Regions from separate parts of the Hordeum vulgare genome. Here all the other regions are linked to region 3. A link is a contact called in public Hi-C and HiChIP or PLAC-seq data. All regions are on one chromosome and are shown on one strand. The core of a region is the stretch at or near the end of the contact, and the rest is flanking DNA. Distances in the headings are between cores, read along the strand shown. Region 1 holds the start of LOC123425909 (ATP synthase subunit gamma, chloroplastic). Region 2 holds the start of LOC123425915 (autophagy-related protein 8A). Region 3 holds the start of LOC123425913 (formin-like protein 3).

Region 1 (2,927 bases), core at 198-2,697, 870 kb before region 3:
TAAGTAGTAGGGCCTAAGATCAGGCCGAAAGGCGTAGTCGATGGACAACAGGTCAATATTCCTGTACTACGTGGGTTCGAGTTAGGGACACAAATGTAAAAGACCCTATTTTTTTCCTGATTAAAAATGTATTGGTTCTTAGCGGTAGATCTGTGTTACCGATACATTCATTTCGTTGCAGACTGTGAAGTCATACTACGGTGGTAGGGATGTGACTCCCGAAGACCTGGAGATGGCATTACTGGTAGGTATGAGCCCCCAAGAGCGAAGGAGGCTTGAAAAGAAAAAAGGGTATCCTCATTCTTTTAGAGCCCAGACTGAAAACATTGTAAGAAAGAGCAGCAACAAGGCCATCTTAGAAGACATGGCGCATGATTCAGAAAATAGGCATGCTTTATCAGAGCAAGTTTCAGAAGATGGGAATGGGAGCAGTGGTCAACAAGATGCTGACGGGACTGGGTGTAATATCCAGGCCGAAGAATTAACTGTGATCCAGAGTGCAAGTTTGTCAGCCAGTATAGATGATTCCACTTGTGACCCTAACACGGAGAAGCTTGGGTCAGATGGCATGCAGCGACCAAGTGGTACTCAGGAAAATGGCCATCTCGACGAGGATCCAGCCAGCAGTGACAATTCTAGCCAAACTATTTCCAAAAATGCTGACAAGAAGATATCACTTCTAGGACACGGGCACCATGGTAAACAAGTCGTCGAGCTTTTGCTGACCAACGGTGGGGAGGAGGCTGTTCACCAGTTTTGCCAAAGATGGAGGCATGTTTTTGTCGAAGCGGTTCACCCCCGTTATCTCCCTTCTGGTTGGAATATAAAGCACAGGTAAAAAAGGATCACCTTTTGCTGCTTGGTTGGTTAATTGCTCAACACATGAAACTTGTTTGTGCTTGGAATGGCCGCCCTACCTGTACCAGTGGCCTTAGAAGTTCGATCGCTCTCTCTCCCTCTCCCTCTCTCTGTGAATCGTGATGCTCTTTCCTCCAATTTTTTTTTTTCATTTGAAATCAAGATATTCATTTACCGAGAATTTTCTTTGCAGTGGAAGAAGGGATTTCGGCGACTTCAGTGTGTACAAACCTTCCAGCCAAGAGCCTCAGCCTGCTGACTGATTAGGAGGATCAGTGCTTTTCCTTTATAAAGTTGTTTGCATTTCATCATCAAGCCTATATATGCTTGTATCACCGGATAATATCGGTATGCTGCACCTGGCCTTTTTCCAACTGTGGAATTTTACAAGATTTTTGTATGAAAAAGAAAATTCGAATTTTGATTCACTTGGGGTAAGTATCTACTGTAGTATATCCGCAGTGTATCCACTCCTGTCCTCTCCCATAGAGAAGTTCCCTTCTCGCTGTAGTTTTATGAGTTTTATTTATTTGGCAAGGCAAAAAATAATAATATGAATAGAGAAATGGAAGCAGGCAAGGTGCAGGGTAGGCGGCCAGGGCGCGCCACATGATCCGTGGCAATCTCGCAGTGACTAGCCCTCCACCACTCAGCCCGGCTTGAAAACCCCACCTGCTCACTTCTCCACCCAAACCCAATCCAAAATCTTTCCCTCCCTCCCATCCTTTCTCCTTTCTCCGCCTCCGCCTCCGCCTCCGCCTCTGCGGCCGCCGGTGACGCGCCAGCCGCTAGCCAGCCATGTCGTGCTCCCACCTCTCCACCGCGTGGTCCTCATCCGCGCTTGCCAGCACTTCCACCCGCCGCCGCGCCTCCACCGGCAGCAGCCTGGTGGTGCGGTGCTCCCTCCGGGACCTCCGCAACCGCATCGACTCTGTCCGCAACACGCAGAAGATCACGGAGGCGATGAAGCTGGTGGCCGCCGCCAAGGTCCGTCGCGCGCAGGAGGCCGTGGTCTCCTCCCGCCCCTTCTCGGAGGCTCTGGTGGAGGTGCTCTACAACATGAACCAGGAGATCCAGTCGGAGGACATCGACCTGCCCCTCACCCGCCAGCGCGCCGTCAAGCGCGTCGCGATCGTCGTCCTCACCGGCGAGCGTGGCCTATGCGGCGCCTTCAACAACAACGTGCTCAAGAAGGCCGAGGCCCGCATGGAGGACCTCAGGCAGCTGGGCGTCGAGTACAAAGTCATCAGCGTTGGCAAGAAGGGCAACGCCTACTTCCAGCGCCGCGACTACATCCCCACCGAGCGCTTCCTCGAGCTCGCCGGCATCCCCACCGTCAAGGACTCGCAGGCCATTTGCGACCTTATCTACTCCCTCTTTGTCGCCGAGGAGGTCGACAAGGTGGAGCTCGTTTACTCCAAGTTCGTCAACCTCGTCCGCTCCGACCCCATCATCCAGACGCTGCTGCCCATGTCCCCTAAGGGCGAGATCTGCGACGTCAACGGCATCTGTGTCGACGCCACCGAGGACGAGCTCTTCAAGCTCACCACCAAGGAAGGCAAGCTCACCGTGGAGCGCGAGAAGATCAAGATCGAGATGCAGCCCTTCTCCCCCGTCGTCCAGTTCGAGCAGGACCCCGTCCAGATCCTCGACGCTCTCCTCCCGCTCTACCTCAACAGCCAGATCCTGCGTGCCCTCCAGGAGTCGCTCGCTAGCGAGCTCGCAGCCAGGATGAGCGCCATGAGCAGCGCCACAGACAATGCCATCGATCTCCGAAAAAATCTCTCCATGGTCTACAATCGCCGACGCCAGGCCAAGATCACCGGAGAGATCCTTGAGATCGTCGCTGGCGCCGACGCCCTGTCCGGCTGATTCCTCCCTGGGCTGAGCTGCCACTGTTATATATAACTCTTTGCCTCCTTTTCTCCTCTCTTCTAGTACTTATCTTGCTTGGTCTGTGTCTGTGTTTGTAATAATTTCTCATAGCACAAAAAAGGATGTCTGTTCTATCGCCCGGTGCGAGATACATAAGATTTCAGTTCGGAGATGCCAAATGTATAATCAGAGTA
Region 2 (2,985 bases), core at 205-2,704, 710 kb after region 3:
GTCTTTCCTTAGACCCATAACATGGTTAAGTGTCGTGTAGTCGATCTTCACACGACAACACTAAGAGAAGCAACAACATACACATTATCAAAATATTAAACGAATATCAACTTCACATAATTACTTATAACAAAACTTCTCACATGTCCTCAGGAACAATATCAACTACTCACACCTCATCAACATGTTTAAGATCAGAGGATATAATAATGGTGATCAAGGATCTGAAGTTAATATCTTCCATCAAATAATCAAACAAACATCAAATAGTCGATGTTCGCAAGGCTTCATTTTTATGTGTCTTTTGAGTGTCGTTAGGGTTTATATTATGTTCAGAAAGCCGAGGCGACGGTGGCTCTCGAAGGATGAAAAGATTCATTCCACTTGGCTTCATCCATGTGTTGTTTCTAGTATCGTCGAAAAGAGTGCGAAGATATATTTCTAACGGATCTTGTGTGTTTTGATGAGGTTTCTTTTTAATGATCCGCTTGTAACCGATATTGGTTCGGTTGCCTAATATATAAAAAATTCTCCGTCTAGTGACAACGGTTTGATGAGTTAGAAAATCAAACGGTTTGGTGAGTTAGGCTAGAAGTACAAAAGTAGTTCGTTTTGAACAAAGCAATAAAGTTAACGAGGTTGCCTAAGGCTGGTCATAGTGAGGAGTATCATATAGTAGTATCATGCATATGGTACTATTGTATGATATTACTTTCATAGTGCATATTATCATAAAGTAGTATCATAGATGACCTTATTTATTGACATGCATGACACATAGGGGGTGTTTGTTTCAAGGGACTTTTTGATGTAGGGACTAAAAAAGTCCCAAAAAGTCCCATGTGAAACAAACAGGAGGGTCTTTTAGGGACTAAAAGGGGGTATTTGGGACTATTTGGAGAAGTCCCTATGGGAGGGTCTTTTTGGGACTTTTTGTCACTTTTTCCAACAATGCCCCTATTTTTAGCATGTCATTTAATAACTACTAATACATCACTAAGGGTAACATGGTCTTTTTACATGTCATTTAATAACCTCTAGTCCTTATTTAGTTTCTAAAAACAAACGGGTAGGGACTAGGGACTTTTAAGTTGGGACTAAAAAAAGTCCCGGAACTTCTGAAACAAACAGGGCCATAGTAGCATAACATTTAACATGTTACGGTATGTTACTCTAATCCTCTCTTTCTTTTTTAATTGTCTGTCACATCAGCATGTTTGCTAGTCCCAAGTACTACCTTAATTACTCTCACTATGGCCAGCCTAAAACAATTACTAGTTAACGAAGAGCACGCGTTACGGAATTGAATACAAATTGAGTTTGAATCCTCTGCACAAAACGAACCGTCACAACCGTGCGAGTTGTGTACACACAATACAATACAGCTAGAACCCGAGGGGCACGGCATAAGATTCCCCACAGGGAAGGCCCTCTTAAATAGCCGCGACACGCCTCCACCACCAAACCCTACCCCGCGACTTCCTTCCGGTTGCTTCCGCCGAGCGACTTTCAATCCAGTCTCCCCCCTCGATTCCGCCACCCCGATCGCCTCGATCAATCTCGTCCCCGGCAGCGCCATCCCATCGGTGAGCCCCTCCATCCTTTTTCCCCAAAAGATCCGCCCAGAGTTCGGAGAATTTGGGTTTTCTTATCGCTTTCATCATCCGCTCTGGGATCGATTTGATCGGTGGATTGTTTCTCGATCGATCGCAGGTTGGAGATGGCCAAGACTTGCTTCAAGACCGAGCACCCCCTGGGTTTGTTTCTCTTGCCCCTCTGGCTGTTAATTTCTTTCAGTTTACGCTCTGTTTTGCTTTTTCGTCCGATCGATAATATAGGAGTACTCATATACGAGAGTTTGGTATTTCACTGATTGAAACCTGTGGACCAGTTGTTTGACACCAAAGTAATTTAGACTTTCTTTTACGTGACGTGATAACTTGGTTATAGTTGATTGCTTCCGTGCTCCGGCGTGCTAATTTGTGTATTCCGGACGTTCTTTCCTGTCCCATATGCTGTTGGCAGATATTGTCGGTGTGTTTCAGATTGGTGTTTTATTGAACCACCATGTAGACTAGTATTATTAGTCCGTATATGTTACATCTGTCAAAATGATTAAAATCAGTAGGAAGACTCAGTTCATCAATCCAGTACTGTCTGTTTTTTGTGATTGAGTTGTATTCTAATTGAATGGTGCTGCAAAGATAGATTTCATGGTCTTGATATTAAGTCGTTTATCCATCTTGCATTAGAATTTACACTCTGTTCAGTCTATAAAAATAGACTGTTCCATATAATGATGACTGCCTGATATATTCTACTTTTAAGGTTTTTTTTGTCCGTGTGCTATTCGTATTATATCTTAATAATAATTCATATTGCCGAATGACTTTGTTAGATCATATTCATAAGATACTGTTTTACTCAGTTAAGTAACCAACAATGATGTGATACTTTGGCGTACAATTTCTGTTGTACTACTGTTCTGTCTTATTGGTGCGATTGAATGTATTGTTTGGCTTCTCCTATGGATTGCCAGGATTGCCAAGATTATTCCCCTGTAAAAGAAATATTTTATAAAATGGTCTCATATAGTATTGATTGTTCCCCTGTAAAAGAAATATTTTACAAAATGGTCTCATATAGTATTTCTTTTTTTAATATGATGTACTATCTTCCCTGGAGGGTATAATATGTTCTGCTTTTCACTGGTTGATGCATATGAGATCTTGGTTCAAGCTTCAATTGTTTTTTCCATTGGCAAGTTATTTTCATCTTATGTTATTAAAATTACCTTTTTATAGAGAGGAGGCAAGCTGAATCTGCCAGGATCCGTGAGAAGTACGCTGATAGAATTCCGGTAAATATATCTCTGGACTTATCTTTTACATATGTAGGTTGTCCACATTCATCTCTCCTAATAGAGCTCTTTGATCAATTATTTCAGGTGATTGTTGAGAAGGCTGATAAGTCTGATGTCCCGGA
Region 3 (3,055 bases), core at 208-2,707:
TCTCCCCCTTCTATTTTTCACAGATTCTGAGCACTTCCTCTGATACGGTTTCTAAATCATTGAACCCTAGGTGTTGTGTGGAATTTACATGGGGATTTGAGTGTGGGATGTACATGAATAGTACTTAGTTAGCAAATTCAGGGTAGCATATGAAGGTGTAATTGAGACCTTACACACAAGAATCAGTGGCCACATGTGGATACATGCTTTGTGTTGCGTCCACCAATTCCAATAGGCAAGAAAAAAGGTGTTGGAAGAACAAGAAAACAGAGGATAAAGAGTTGGTAGGAAGGTGGATCGAGGAAGGGATCATTGAATAAATGCAAAAAATGCGGGGAGGTAGGACATAGAGAAGCTGGATGTCCTAAAAATGGAACAAAGAAAAGGTACAAACTAGTACTTGTTGTTTTCTATTTATAATACCATGGTTCTTTTACATAAAAATAGTTCTAATTGGCTTTTTTGTAGGAAAAGTAGGGGGAAAAGAATCCATGTCCATGGTTGTTTCAGTTAGCAATGTTGTTTCATCTACACCAACCAAGAGCAAGAATGATGCCACTTGTAACAATCCTGGAGCTGTCACAAGAAGCCAAGCTGCAGCTTAAGCTAGTCCTGGACCTGTCACAAGGAGCCAAGCTGCTACTCCGCCACCAAAATCTCCAACAAAAGGAAAGAAGAAGAACATGACTCCTAAGAGGAAGAAATTAAGCGACCTGTGAACTTGCCCGTGGTTATGATGAACTCGTATGTGAGTGGAGACTCACTTTTATTTTCTATATGTGAGGTGCAAACTCACTTTTATTTGCTCTGTATGTGAGGTAGAGAATCACTTCTATTTGCTATGTATGTGAGGTAGAGACTCACTTTTTTTTGTCATGAAGTCATGTAAAACATGGTTGAACTTATTATCTATGTTATCATTGAATTGATGTAAGATTGTTATTCCAAGTCTGTTTGTGTTAAAAGCTATTGATTGTTGCAAAAAATCTGTACAGAGTTGGGTCTTTTAAATTGAAGGGTATTTTGGTCTATTTCTATTTCTATTTGATAGTTATATGCTAACATACTCTCCCTGTTTCAAAATTCTTGTCTTAATTATTTTAGATATGAATGTATCTAGTTATGTTTTTATATTTAGAATTTTGAGACAGAGAAAATACTTGTTAATTACTTCCTCCGTCCTAAAATTATTGTCTTAGGTTTGTTTAGAAATGAATGTATTTAAATACTAAAATGTGACTAAATACATTTATATCTAGACAAATCTAAAACAAGAATTTTGGGACGGAGGAAGTATGTCAAAAAGGTATCAGCAAGAGTTAGACAAGACTGAAGGGTTTAGAGGAAAGCTATCAATTCTCTCCGCGTTGATTAATTAATTATTAATTCGGAGAAAAGGATAAAATAAAAAGTTGCGGGGCAAAATTTTACCACTCCACTGCCAACAAAAAGCTCCACTGGCGTTGTCTGCAATGGCGTCTCGGCCTTTCCCACGGGAGCCCTCTTGCTCTCAGACTCCTAGCTCTAGCTCTCTCTTCGCCTCCGTGCAAATGGGCTCCTCGCCTGCGTCTTCGCCTTCGCCTTCGCCTTCGCCGCCGATGCCCATGATAGGGAGGGCCGGCAACCTCACCGTCTTCATCACGCCGCCGTCGCCGGCCAGCAACCCGCGCTCCTCGCGCCCGTCCGGCTCCCCAACGCCGGACTTCTCCACCCCTACCTCCCGCACGGGCACGGCACCGCCTCCGCTGCAGAAGAGCGCTAGCCCGCCCGCGCCGCCGGTCAAGTTCTCGCCCCCCGCACCGCCCGTGAAGGTGTCCCCGCCTCCTGTGCAGGTGCCCCCGCCGCAGTACGGCAAGGCTTCTGCGGGGGGCAAGCACGACGGATCGGCGTTCGGCTTCTTATGGGACGCCGTCGCGCGCGTGCAGGAAGGTGATGGGGAAAAACATTTTCGTCAATTGAACTGCATCTCAGTTTTCTCTTCACATTTCCTGGATTGCGGGTTCTGATGCGCGGGATTCTTCCGGGTTGCCGCAGCGCACGCGAGCCTGGACGAGTACGTCGCCAACTGGTTCGGATTGGATCAGTCTAAGTACCAGTGGGCTCTCAACGACTACTACGACACCACCGGCAAGGTTTGCTTTTCGATCTCTCCTCTGCAGTTTCCCTCTAACTTCGAGGAATCGGATTCCATCCGTGTCCTCTTGCTTGTCATTTTCATTCTTGTTCTTACTTGGATCTGCGACTGCATGTGAGAACAATTTGAGATTAAAGTTTCATATTAATTTTGCACTCTTTACAATTATGATGAAGATTTGGTGGGTGAATTGCATCTGTGGTTGACGCTGCCGTTGTTATTCATTGAGGTTCAAGTGTTGATTAGGTAGTTGTGGTGCCTAATGCATACTGCAAAACTAAAGTCAATCTCATCTTGGAGTAGTATCTATCTATAAAGCTGGAAAAGGAAGATAGGAACACAAGGCAAGAATAGATGCCCAATCACACCTTTTAGCTCCTATAGGAATGACGAAGAAATTTCCTGGGCACAAAATGTGCACTAGGCTTGACATATCCTCTAGAGTAGCATACTTTGAAGCTTTTGTAAAGTTGTTCCCTTGTTCTAGCTTTGAGTGCACCGGCTGTTTTAATTTATTATGCCTCTCAACATACTTATGGCTGCCTTATGTTTATTCTAGACAATCATGGCTAGCAAGCAGGTAAAATGACGAAGTTTGTCTTTGCTGTTATGTTATTTGCATCATTCAATTGCTCATGTCAATAATCTCATTGCACCCTTTAACCTTCAACATATGTTCAAACGCTGGAGTGGTAGGAGGTGTTACTTACAGAGTTACAGTTCAAAATAGATGTCTTTGATTAGTGTATCTATACTTAGGTCATTTCATAATGTGGACTACATATATTGCATAATTTCGCATTCATAGTAAGTACGATTTAGGGATGAAGGTAGTTGGCGTTCAAATTTGCAATGGCCAGAGTATTTCTAATTGTAGGAGATGTCATCATGTTACAATGCTGATATAGCGAATTGGTAGAA

What was found. Hi-C and Micro-C count contacts between places; a contact is called where the count stands out from the background. HiChIP or PLAC-seq counts read pairs in DNA pulled down with a chosen protein or histone mark.
Region 1: a contact with region 3 is called in a Hi-C map of leaf, with 4 times the contacts expected there. The contact joins the promoter of LOC123425909 here to the promoter of LOC123425913 in region 3. A contact is called at or near these places in 1 of 6 Hi-C or Micro-C datasets (leaf) and 1 of 1 datasets of contacts at active chromatin or transcription factors (embryo).
Region 2: a contact with region 3 is called in an H3K4me3 HiChIP or PLAC-seq map of embryo, with 6 times the contacts expected there. The contact joins the promoter of LOC123425915 here to the promoter of LOC123425913 in region 3. A contact is called at or near these places in 1 of 6 Hi-C or Micro-C datasets (seedling) and 1 of 1 datasets of contacts at active chromatin or transcription factors (embryo).

Annotation. Positions count from the first base shown.
Region 1 is chr2H:217,260,495-217,263,421 of MorexV3_pseudomolecules_assembly, forward strand. It overlaps LOC123425909 (ATP synthase subunit gamma, chloroplastic), which reads left to right and starts at 1,448. Exons shown (of 1, transcript XM_045109675.1): 1 at 1,448-2,927. The coding sequence starts at 1,657. The coding sequence ends at 2,730. It overlaps LOC123425908 (protein RRP6-like 3), which reads left to right. Exons shown (of 12, transcript XM_045109673.1): 11 at 182-834; 12 at 1,052-1,311. The coding sequence ends at 1,121.
Region 2 is chr2H:218,838,976-218,841,960 of MorexV3_pseudomolecules_assembly, forward strand. LOC123425915 (autophagy-related protein 8A) reads left to right here and starts at 1,455. Exons shown (of 6, transcript XM_045109678.1): 1 at 1,455-1,586; 2 at 1,714-1,757; 3 at 2,805-2,860; 4 at 2,948-2,985. The coding sequence starts at 1,721.
Region 3 is chr2H:218,125,558-218,128,612 of MorexV3_pseudomolecules_assembly, forward strand. It overlaps LOC123425913 (formin-like protein 3), which reads left to right and starts at 1,458. Exons shown (of 4, transcript XM_045109677.1): 1 at 1,458-1,929; 2 at 2,035-2,132. The coding sequence starts at 1,473.